Linked DNA regions of Zea mays: region 2 is linked to region 1. Evidence: chromatin contacts called from public Hi-C data. All regions are on one chromosome and are shown on one strand. Each heading gives the region's core, a stretch centred on a gene start, on an enhancer-like site or on the middle of the called end of the contact. The rest is flanking DNA. Distances are from core to core; before and after follow the strand shown.

What was found. A called contact is a pair of places that touch in the nucleus more often than the background predicts.
Region 2: a Hi-C map of tassel shows a contact between it and region 1, with 2.9 times the contacts expected there. The contact joins the promoter of LOC103653493 here to the promoter of LOC100282616 in region 1. A contact is called at or near these places in 2 of 25 Hi-C or Micro-C datasets (ear and tassel).

What each region holds. Positions count from the first base shown.
Region 1 is chr4:88,370,565-88,376,799 of Zm-B73-REFERENCE-NAM-5.0, reverse strand. It overlaps LOC100282616 (DCN1-like protein 4), which reads left to right and starts at 3,577. Exons shown (of 10, transcript NM_001155524.1): 1 at 3,577-3,807; 2 at 5,394-5,474; 3 at 5,967-6,051. The coding sequence starts at 3,756.
Region 2 is chr4:88,729,246-88,735,480 of Zm-B73-REFERENCE-NAM-5.0, reverse strand. LOC103653493 (zinc-finger homeodomain protein 10) reads right to left here and starts at 3,716. Exons shown (of 1, transcript XM_008680387.3): 1 at 2,226-3,716. The coding sequence starts at 3,563. The coding sequence ends at 2,463.

The DNA of each region.
Region 1 (6,235 bases), core at 2,328-4,827:
GACAGAGTTTCAGTCATTACCTTTAGAATTTCCTCTATTTCAGCATCAGAAGATGTCACAGAAGTCTTCTCTTCTTCATCAATTGATTTTTGTTCTGGGATTGAGTCCTTTCTTTTCTTCGAAGTTAATACTTTCGATTCAAATTTTTGTCTCTTCTTCTTTGATTGATCTTCGTCGTCTTTGTTCAAAGCGCCAGCTATTCTTTTTCTTTTTTGCCCTTCGGCACCCTTGTCAAGTCGCTCATAATCAGGATATTCAAAGCATATAGCATCCAGTACCCTGTTTAGCCTTCGTTTCGGTCGGATGCCGAAGGCAGCTGTCATCAATTGATCTTCTTTTTTAGAATAATTCCCAAGAATTTCGGTGCACATTACTTCAATTGTTTCGAGCCATTCTTGGCAGGGTGCTTTGAAATATTTCTTGAACTTGTAGTGGTAGGGCAGTCGGACAAGTTCCCCCTCTTTCTTCTCTCCTTCAAGCTTCGGCATAGCCCATTCCTTCATAGTTGGAAATATTTTGAAAGCCAGAAACTCCTGCACTAAATCTCTAGTACCAATGTGCTCTGCGATAATCCTGAATTCAGCCAGCGCAGTTTGGGTTGGACCTTCTGGTGTCATATTGCATTGGGGTCTGGTCTCTCCGAAGATCAGTTCAAGCGGATTCTGGACCAGCTTCTCCTTGTCGTCGTCAACTTTGACGTAGAACCATTCCGATTTCCAACCTGCCGGCCACTTGCTTTGGTAGCTGATCACAGGAAATTTTGTAGTTTTCCGGTAAGCAAAATTGTAACAACCAAAATTTTCATGTAACCCATCCTTTCTGGCCTTGGTTTGGTAATGTAGCTCGTGCACCCGGCAGAAACCTTCGGCAAACGGTTCCACCCCCTGGCTTCGGAGAGCCCAAATATAAACACTAAGCCTAACGATAGCATTAGGAGTTAATTGATTAAAGTGGATCCCAAACTTCTTTAGCACATCGGCAATCATCCTATTTAAAGGGAATCTCAAACCAGCTTTGAGGAAACTCTTGAAAACTACTATTTCATCTTTTTCGGGCTTCAGAGTAGTTTCTTCTCCACCGAAGCGAATCAACTCTTTCTTATCTTCGCTAAAATAGCCCAACTTCACCATCTTAGGAAAATCAGCTTCGGAGATGGTGGACTTTCCGAAGTCCCGGTGGCTAGGCTTGCTCGGCACTGCGATGTTGTAATCATCTTCAGAATCGGTCTCTTCAATACCAGCTTGCTCTGCTTCGGCAGCAGGGACGTCTTCCGGTGTTACCAACCTAGATCGCTTCATTACTTCCGAAATAGGAACAGTTTCAACAGCTTCGGTCTCGTCTCCCTCACGATCGACTCTTGCAGTAGAGCGAACTCTGTCCATTTGATTATGACTTACTTGAAATTTTTGGTGTTGGCTTTTTTGTTTTTTCCGAAGCTCTTACACTTGTGCCGAAGCAGATTCACAAGCGAGGTTTCGTCTGAGCACGATGATCAAGCTTCGGCTATGACTAAAAATTTGGCAGCAAAACAGTACAGTAGCAATGAATGCTGTGATAACTTCACACCTACCCGTCTGTTTATATAGTGCTGCAGGTGGGAAGGTGAATCGGCAAGGTCTCCAGCACCGAACAAACAGTGACCCGCACTCACTGAACGGTGGGCCACATAGTTCGAGAAGGTGAATCGCTGGCGAGCGCGTAATTGGTGCAAGATGGGTCGCGCGTGCGACGATTATTTTAATCGTTTCTCGCCAACGAGCTCAGGGAAGGTGTTTTTTGGATCTTCGGCATCCCGAAGCCTAGAAGATTTTTCACGGATCAAGCTCGTTACGAAAAACGATCTAGCACCGCGAACGAGCTACTGTTGGGGGTATGCTTCGTAGCCGAAGATCCTAAAGAAATAAACACCTTCGGCAGATCCTCTCCAAAGCAGCGCCGAAGCTATCGACTATAAAGCTTCGACACAGTGACATGTCTCAAGACGAAGGGGTGAACCGACTTAAAGATGAAATGACTTAAAGACCCATGATATTCTATGTCATTATTGTAGTTCATTGTAAAGGGCATAAATGTAATTATACACAGGCTGCGCCCTGTGCCTATAAATAGGTGAACAGTACCCCTGTACTGTTCACGCGCTCCTGTAATTACGCATTGGGCATTTGCTTTTGCTTCACGTTGGTATTTTTACTTTCCTTCAAGTCGAAGGTACATTTTGTAATTTGTCATTATTTCTATAATAATGAAATAGAAACAAGTTAATGATAACAATCATGTGTTTAAATTATTTTTCATATTTTATATAAATCCTTCTTCATTATTTGTTGTGCTTATGAAGGTGTGATCTTCATAACCTTCGTTCGGAATCCATTATATCCCAAGGGAAATAATGCTTCGAAGGACGAAGGAATATAACATTTAACAATTTCTATGTTGCCTTGTTCTTAATTCATAGCTGTTAAGAACAAGTCCCCAACAGGGCATACACATGTACGGCCTACGACATCCTCAACACTGTGATATGGGACCCACCAGAGCCTGCATTGAGAACAAGGTTCTTCAGATGGGACTCGGCGGAGCGACACACCATCTCGCGCGTGTGCCTACGCACGCATCAGAAGGCGACATCACCAAAAGAGCTCCGATGAATAGTAGGCCCCACTCTCATCCATTGTAACCAACCTCACTCCATACAAGCCTCCTCCTTGAACTATAAAAGGGGGACGACAAAATAGGAACATGGGGCAAAATTAGGCTAAACTATGCTCTTCTCTCACTCACTCTCTCACCTACACACCTTGTAACACGTTTTAGGCCCACCGGCCCCTTAGAGGAATACAAGATCAACACTACACTGAACGTAGAGCACTTGGCTGAATCAATATAAACCCTCTCGAGTCACTCGACTCACCATTCAGAGTTTATCCGTGCTAACCTCCTCTGTCGAATCATAAATTATACTGTGTCCCCGGTTTCCGGAACCACGACACTACCCTACAAAAAAAATAATTTATATAGGGGAGGGGCATGCCACCTCTCCCTCTAGTGGTACCACTAGGTCATCTCTAGAACCCTATGCGAAGAAAGTTTAATTTTCTATAATTAAATCTATGTTGTCCATTGTTAGGAGACAATCACCATTTTACATTTTTTGTTCATGAATATAGTTTTAAGATTTTAAATATTTTTAAATGTGAAATTGAAAAAGGTTGTGAGATCTTGGTAAAAACGGATCCGTTAAAAGTAAGATCTCAGTCATGTTTACACGACCACACCTAAGACTGGTTTGATGACCATGGAAATAAGAGAGAAATTCTTTTCATATTTAAAATTAAATAGTAAGAAGATTTTTCTTCTTCTTTTCTTTGGTCACTAAATTAGCACCTAATGTTATTTTAGAGAGTGTTTGTTTTTTAATAAAGTTTAATTCATATCGTACGAGTATTAAATAGGCACCGCGTAAGTATGCAGTATGCTGAAATAGTCTGCGGACCTGCGGTGGCCCGTGTATCCATCCGGGCCCGCACGTGGGCCGAATCCTATAAGAACAAAGGGTTCCACCTCCACCAGCGCCCCTCCTAGTCTTCCACTCTTCCTCCCCTTCTCTCCGGCTCCCCCGAGGCCCCCGACAGCGAACTCGGGACTCGCCAACCGAGAAGGAAGAACTAGTCGCGAGGTGAAGAGGAGAACCTGAGGTGGTCCCGAATCAGAGACGGAAGAAGGTGGGTTCAGGAGCAAGCCAGCCTGCCGCCGCCATGAGGCGCACCTCGAAGAAATCGTCGTCGTCTACGGCGACCGCCAGCGCTGGTAACGCCCCACCCCTGGATCCCTCCCTCCTTCCCCTAGTTCCTTGATCGGCTCGCTAGTTCCGCGGATGGGTTTCTGTTTTCCCGATTGGATGCGGGTTTCCTCTGGAAGATCCAATCTCGAGGCTGCGCTGTGCTGGAGCGCACTCGATAGTACGGTTTTTCGATCGTCAAATTCGGTATGTGGGAGCTATGAATCGTCCATCTCGAGATTGGGAGGGTGTGGTGGTAGATTCAGGCTATTATTTTGGCGATTTGGCGTTGTGGTGGTTGTAAAAGGGTTCTTGAATCTTGGGCTGAATTTGATGTGGAATTCGCCTTGGATTCCTTCTATCTGATGGTAACAGATGTGTCTTCGTTGTAAAAGGATGCAATCTGCAGGTCTATTCTTTGCCAATCTATGTGAATTTATTTGCATGTAAAGATAAAGAGCAAAAACTCGCACTAATGACTCAATTTACTGCGTTTCTTGTGATTTCTAGACTATGAGAACCTTAGATTGCGGTTTTAGGTGTGAACTGTATGCTTTCCCCTCAAATTAAGGAAGTATTTGTTAGTTGTTATCACTGTGTTGGCCATATAACCCCTTTTAGTTAAGAGCATCTCCAACAACGTGACCTATAGAAATGCCCTATAATTTAAAAATAAGTATATTTTATAGACTTTAGGGCACCAACAAAACATCCCGTTCCAACGGTAAAGCCTCAAATCTAGATTATAAGGCAGCACACTACGGTGTAGTATATTTGAGGCACTTGAGAGTGTGCCCTATAATTTTTTAACCAAATTTTATAAAATGAGGAACTGTTGGAGTAGTTTTTTCTACGTAGAGCCTCATATTTCAATTTGAAGCACTAATTTAAGGCATTGTTGGAGATGTTACTAGGTTGATAACTGCAGGAAGTTAAATTTCATGATTGAATCTTTCTTCGGTAATTTTGTGTGATGGTAAGGAACTACAAGAATGGCTTTCTTTTCATAATTAAGATGATTAACCTAATTTGTATGTGATTGCAATTAACACTAGCTTGACATTGTGCTCTTCTTCTTTTGCTTTCTCACTTAACCCAGATCCTCTTATGCTGGCTCATCTCCCAATTGACCTGTTTGCCTTTTCTCTTTGTGCATGGGCATTTAATTAGCTCTCATGATTTCACACGGTACTTTCTAATATTCAATTACACTGCATGAATCCTTGAATTTGAGAAGCTTAATCAAGTTCTTATCATGTAAATACAAGTTCGTTAATTAATTCCAAATAATCTACCCATCAGCTGATCTTGTGCTTGGTTAGTTTTAGCTTTCATTTTTACTACATCTACCCATCGTAGGGCAGGCCTGGTGTAGTGACAAGAGCTGTCTCACTGAATCACCAGTTCGCGGGTTCTCTCCCCATTTGAGTGGAGAAGGCTTGCCTCGGTTTATCCTTCCCCGGACCCCATTCTTGTGGGAGCCTCCAGCACTGGGTCTCCTTTTTTTAACCATCTCAGTATATTGTTCATCAAATGCATTGGAGTGGGGGATCCTGTGATCTCTGTTTTAGGGTATAAATATATGAATGAATACTAAACAAACAACTATATTTAGGTGTGGAACAAGTAAATGAAAAACAAAACAGAAAAAGAAAAGGAGTCAGTACAAACCTGACCAGCAGGAAAGCACAACGTGGTGAGCTTCACTGATTCCTTTTCTTCATCAATTAATTGTAAAATTGCTTGTTTTTTTTCTATCTTGGTGTGCTAAGAGTGTGCATGATTATATTTCTAGTTTTCTACATGCATGGATTTGTGTCTCCCTACAAAACATGGTCATTGTCGTGTTCAACTACCAGTGTTCTTAGGCTAACCTTAAGCCTTTACAGAGTGCTATGATGTCTTCTGTATAAATTGACCCCACAAATACACAATGTGCACATGACGGGAACAATGTTTGTCTTGTTCTATTGTTTGCAAAATGGATGAGTGGGCCTCATACGGTATTTGAAATTTTGGAATATATCAAGCTGTTACTTTCTATAATTTCTGTTTCTTTCCTGAGCTATCATCTAGAAACTGGAATTATCTAACGTAAACATGTAATTACTGTCATCAACTTAATTTTTGCATCTATACATATGTTTTATATTTATCTGTTTGTGAACATTTTCACCATTATTTCCAGGCCCTACTAAAGCAGTTTCCAAGGAAGTAGAACGGATTGATCAATTTTTCTATACTTACGCTGATAACTCATCTGGCATGATTGAGTAAGCTTTTGTCCAGTGATTCTCAATGCTTTGCCACTTTATGTTTGCTGCTCATGAAAATCCTCTTTGTACCTTATGGGTGGTGTGTGGACAATTTTTTTTGTTTGTTTGTTAACGAGCTTAGCTAATAGCTCCAATTTTGTTGTGAACCATATTACCATATCGTTCCCAACTGAACATGAAT
Region 2 (6,235 bases), core at 2,467-4,966, 360 kb before region 1:
TTGGATACAATATTATTCAGTTTCGAACATTGTTTTCACCTTTTTCATTGTAGGAAGAAAATAATGGACTAAAAATTTATTAAAAATATTCTTATCTTCAATAATATGATTAACAATATGACTAAAAATTATTATCAAACTCTATGCACATCTACATTAAAATATTAGATTCATCATATAATTTAGATGTTTTAGGAACATGCCAAGTTTTTGAAACACTGGATCCACCCGACCAACATAAGTATTGCTTAGGAACAATTTGTTAGACTGAGCAACTCCAACAGCATAACTAAATCAATTAATATTCATAAAACTAGATAAATGACAGCCAAAACTCGATCCAATCGACTCTTGATCTTGCTCGTCATTCCGTCCAAGTCGTTAGGCATCTTTGCAGAGTCTGACCAGCTCTCCATCTCCCTATTGGTGTGCATGTCGCTAGGGGTGAAAACGGGTAGGGTATACACGTCGGCTACCAGATACGGATAGTGCAAATACCTGTTTTTTCCGATACGGATTCGAGTATTTTTATATTCGGGACGGATACGGGTAATACCCGGATACGGAGCGAGGACTACCCGGTAAATACCCGGATAGTCGGGTCGGATACGGGTACCCGGAATTCGGGTACCCGTTTTTTCATTTCCTGCATAATAATATAGTTATAAAATCATAACTTTTACATATGGAATTGGATGAAGATAAAGTTTATATAAAAATTGTAGAGCTCGAAGAGATCTATAACTTTGTAGTACATCAAATTTTTGTTTAAACATATATTTAGGTCAAAATCATTGAAATAATGTCCAAATTTATATCAAATTAATATACTTTATCATTTTTATGTGAGGGGACTTAATGTTATCGCCACGTGGGAACTTAAGGTTATCTTTGTAGAGACTATTTATTAGTATTGGTAACTTATTTGCAATTTTCGATCGACCCTACATTATTTTATGGATTTAATTGTATTTTGATGATTTTCTATGACAATAAATTAATAGATGTATAAATAGCCTCAAAAAATCATGAAATTTTACGGAGGCACAACATATGTTTATATATAACCATAAAAAATATTTGGATCATAAGATCTATAAGATGCACGTGTTTCTTCCATTTCACTTTCATTTAATTGTATGAGTTACATGTGAAATCACTGTAAGTATCCAAGTTTCAACATAATCAATACTTTACTTTATCGTTTTCATACGAGGACTTGAGTTATCTTCGTATAAAATGCTTATTAGTTTTTGTAACTTATTTGCAATTTTTGAGTGAAACTAGAATATTTTTTGAATTTTTAATATTGTGGTGTTGGTTCTACAATGTCCTCGTGATTAGTAACTTTGAACTGCATGATGTCAATTTTATCGGTTTCTTTTTCCTACATTTGATCTATCATATACATGATTATGTATTACTTAATTTATGTATTTGTTAGATGGTTGTACAATTAATATCATCGGGACAAACTACCCGACAATTATCCGGTACCTACCCGTGTAGTATGCGTTATCCGTTTCTTACCCACTCGTATTATTACCCGGTCTCGTCTTATATCCGTCTCGAATCTTAACTACCCGTGTCAGATCACGTATCCGAGAGAAATACGTTAAAGTAAAATACGAGATAACCCTGTATCTGTCTGTATCCGTCTCGTTTTTATCCTACGTGTCGCGGGCCTTCCCTCCCTCACGCCCCGTTTCAGTCTCGCGCTATGTGGAACTCGTCGTCCTCATGCCGCTTCCACGCCCTATTATCCTCCCTATGTGTGTTAGGAAGCCACGTGTGGGCCCGCAGGCAGTTGAGATCACAACCATCCAGCCACCAGTTGGTACTAGCCGTGCAGTGGACATAGAAGAGGGAGTGTGGCTTCCATCGGGTCGGCCGGATCGCACTCCCTCCCTTCCCTCACCTGATCGTTTACGTAGATGAGAAAGATTTCGTTTTCAATGAGAAGGTTAGGCCATGAGAAGCAGTGGAGGCAACCTGTGTGGCTCGGCCTACACGACGACAGACGATCAGTCTTAAGGTCGCGCGGTAACGACCGGTTGTAAGGTGATTTGAACATGGATAAAGAAGATTTAGAGAGTTTGTTGGTTTATCCCATCGTTTAAGAAGTTATCTATTTTTTAAATCCTCATAGAACTCTAACTCTAAATTTATCTAAGACTATAATTAGACTATTGGAGTTACTCTAACAGTCTACTAGTACGTAGTACCACTCGCTGCTACTGTACTCATAAGCACTAATCCTGGATCATTAGTTCATTACATCATCAGATCCTAAAAGCCCACATTTCTAAGATCCTTCTTTGGGCTCCACCATTAACAAAGACCAGCAGGCTTCACTAGAACTCCCCCATAGTCCCATGCATCCAACATTGCTAGGACTCCATTAGGGTTGGTTAATTAGACACGAGGCTACAAATAACCATGACTGATTAGCACTAACTTGACTAGGACTGCGGCGAGCCGCCACTCGCCGTCGACGGTTGGACGCGGAAGTCATCGGCGGCGGTGCCTTCGATGTTGAAGTTAGAGTGGACAGGCACGGGCGGTGGAGCGGATGGGTGGGCAACGACGGCTGCTGCTGGGGCGCCATCGCCGTGGGAGGAAGGGTAGACAGCGGCGGCGTCGGACCTTTGCTGCATGGCCGGGTTGGCCGCGGCAGCAGAGGCTGAGGCTGAGGCGCTGCGGCGCGCGCTGTGGCCGCCCACGAAGTTGTGCTTGTTGTTGTGCATCCAGACCTTGAAGACGCCCTTGCTGACGCCGATCTCCTGGCAGCACTGGTCCACCGCCGCCTCGTCGCACTTCTGCAGCCGCCAACCCAGTCGCGACGACAGAGCCTGCATCCTCTGCTTCTGCTCCGGGCTGAACTTCGTGCGGGACCGCTTCCTCGCCGCCGCCGCCGCGGCGGCGGCGGCACCGGGAGCAGTCGCGGGCGCCGGCATCGGGCCCACGGAGGTGGGCGGGGGCGGCCGCGGCGCCGCTGCGGGGGTTTGGGGGCTCGGCGCGCCGATGATCAGCGCGAGGAGCGTGTGCGTCGTGGCCTGGCGGTAGCCGGGCGACACAATTGCCGCCTGCGCCGGCATCGGCGACAGCGGGCGGTCCTCGTAGAAATCCGAGCTCGCGTCCGACTCCTCCGCCTCGTCGTCGAATGCGGCCGGCAGGCGCGCCTCCTCGCCGCGCATCGTGCGGCGGCTGTCACGCATTACGTGCGACGCGACAGCCGGCGCCGGCGCCAGTGGTGGCGGCAAGGCGAGGAGAGGCGGTGGCAGTGGCAGCTCGACGAGCCGGCGGTGGAAGTTGCGGTGGCATCCGCACGCGGCGCACCTGAGCGAACTCGGGTCCGCCCGGTCGGCCTCCGGCGACGGCATGAATTCGCCGCACCCGTCCAGGGCGTGACCTCCCAGGCTCGCCGCGTGGTTCTTGAGGCACTCGCGGTACACCCACGTCTCTCCGCCGGCCGCCACCCTGAGCCTCGTCTTCTTGGTCGCCGATGACACGCCGCCGTTCGGGAACAGCGGCTCGTACTTGAGGTCGACCGTCGCCTCCATCCTTTCCCTCGCGCCCTTCTTCTCGGAGAGAGACGGCGTCACCACTGTCTGCAGCAGAGCACGCCCACACAACGGAAGATTACCGCTTGCGCCTTGGCTGTTTTGTCCCGGAGGACAGCGAGCCAGCGACAAAGGACGAGGGGACAAAAGCAAAACTACAGGTAGGGCGGTGAAGAGAAGCGGGTAGGTATTTCCTTATTATTAAAGCAGCAAGGAAACGTGGCCTGATAGCCCATCCACGTTATCAGAAAAACATCTAGTCGTCCGATTACGTATCAACGGTTCCACACAATACCTCCCAGGCAGCCTTCTCGCGCTGTGCCGCGAAGCTTCCAGGAGCCGCGCGCGCGTAGCTTTGCCTCAGGCGCCGCCGCGCCGGTTCAGTAGGTCACCCCCACCCCGCGCGGAGGTCAGCTTCGTCGCACGCACGCCCCACCACACGTAGCTTCAACCCCCGCCGTCAGCTCGGTAGGTCACCGCCCAACCCTCTCCCCCCGGCGCCGGCTCGACAGGTCACCCCAACGCTCAGGGCCTCCCACCGGCGTCGCCCATGGGCAGTTCCAAGCCATCAGCGTGCTAGCTGCTGGGGATACCAGGAGGGGGGCACCGTCACCGTTCCTGCCGCCGTTCGGCCAGGTCGTCGAGGACAATCCAGCAACAAGGCAATGACCTAACCATCCAAAGCTTTTTTTTTCCTTTTATTTTTTGTCGTCGGTGTCGACAATGATGAGTAACAGCAACTGCTAGAGCCCCAGTGCCATCCTCTTCCCCCTTGTCGTTGCCGTCGCCAGGAATCCCATCCTCTCCCCCACAAACGCCGCTGCTATGCCCGCGTCGACCATCCTCCGCCTGCACGCGCTGTCTCTTGTAGCGGAGCGCTGGCTCTCCTCCAGCTGCCCTGAACTGCAGGCTCAGAACCGCGTCACCACTCGACGCGTCTTGGTCTCCCGCCTGTCCGCGTGGTCACAGCAGCAGGTTCTGGCAGTTCCGTCTACCTCACCATGCGGTCACTGCAGCAAGCTCCAGCAGCTCCGCCAGATTGGTCGCCCTCTTGTCTGCGTTTATTTGTTTCTGTTTTCTCCCTGAAGTGAACTGTATTATCTGGTCTCGGCTCTGCAAGCGATGAGGTGAGGTATGGAGGGAATTTAGGCGACATGGTGAGGTATCAGGTAGTTAGTTTTGGTCCATGGTTATGTATTGAAAGCCACAATCGTCATTTGATATTAAAATCAAACTAAGAAGACCATAGTTGCTGATAATTGACTTGAAATATATACAAAAAAATACTCAAAGCTGCTACGATCAATTGAATGTTGCTCCATGTTTTTAAATTTTTTTGTACATCTATGCCAAACTAAATGACAACAAATAGTTATGCTTATTGCTATCGAAATAGAGCTTAAAGCAGATTAAGCATTCCAAACTTTTCTCTTGAAATTACGTTTGCCGCCATGAAAACAGTTATTCCGTGCATATGTGTGTGAACCAATTCAGCGGCGAGAGCAAGCCGGTGACCCTTCCACTTGGCAGGTAAGAAGTTACACGCTCCGCGCTTGGAATTTGTTCTAATGATCTTTAGGAGTATGAATATCCTCTAGGTGCACTCTGCTGCAGTTTTTAGTTCTATGAATTTGTTTATTGTGATATTTATAGCTTATGTGATGTTCAGATGATCTGACTCCCGGAAGACGTCCTAATTGGGATGAAGGCTCGAGGTAATTTGGATATCAGCTTAGTTCCAGTTCTAGGCAACATAGTAAATTCCATTTTTTATTATAATGATGTGAATCTTGATGGTTTGATATTAGGACAATCATTTTATTCTAACCTTTTTCATGACATGGTGTATACTATGCAGGCAAGTGGAGGTATCTAATCTCTTTTAAAGTAGGCTACATCAGTGAGACATTGCAGCTTATACGAGTCTTCAAAGATTTCCTAATTTTGATGAATGCTCGAGGTGATTTGGATATTAGCCTAGTTCCAGTTCTATGCGGCATAGTAAATCATGTTTTTTTTCTTATAATGATGTGAATCTTGATAGCTTGACACTATGGTTTTAGAACAATCATTTTACTCTAACCTTTTTCATGACTTGGTGTATACTGTGCAGGCAAGAGGAGGTCTCTAATCACTTCTGAAGTAGGCTATTTCATTGAAACAACATGCTTTCTTCGATAAACAAACTATAGTCAGCTCCCCCAAGTTCTTCAAGAAAATATACAACATAGTATTTAAACATGCCGCTTAGCTGCATAAATAAAAGATTGTACATTCAGCAATCATATTCTATTCAACAATGTGTTTATGTCCATGTATGGTAATTTGTATACAAAGAGCATAATTTATTTCCACACATACTACATATGCATTTTACATATCTATGAACATATATCGTAAAATGCAATATATATTTTAAACCAAATCCATATGTATATAGTTATACATAAGCATACCACGCAGCAACACATTTGATCGTACCTGTGTAGCATTGGATTACTTACCAAATCACTTTAAAGTCCAAACAGAAACTTTTAGGGGTGACAACAGTGATGGCAAGGACTAAAATTATGAACAAAATTCACATATCTGTAGTTCAACTATTTTCTCAGCCTTCTTGATGAAGTATGATGCAAAACAATGTTCATTTAGTTTTTTAACCATTTCAGACC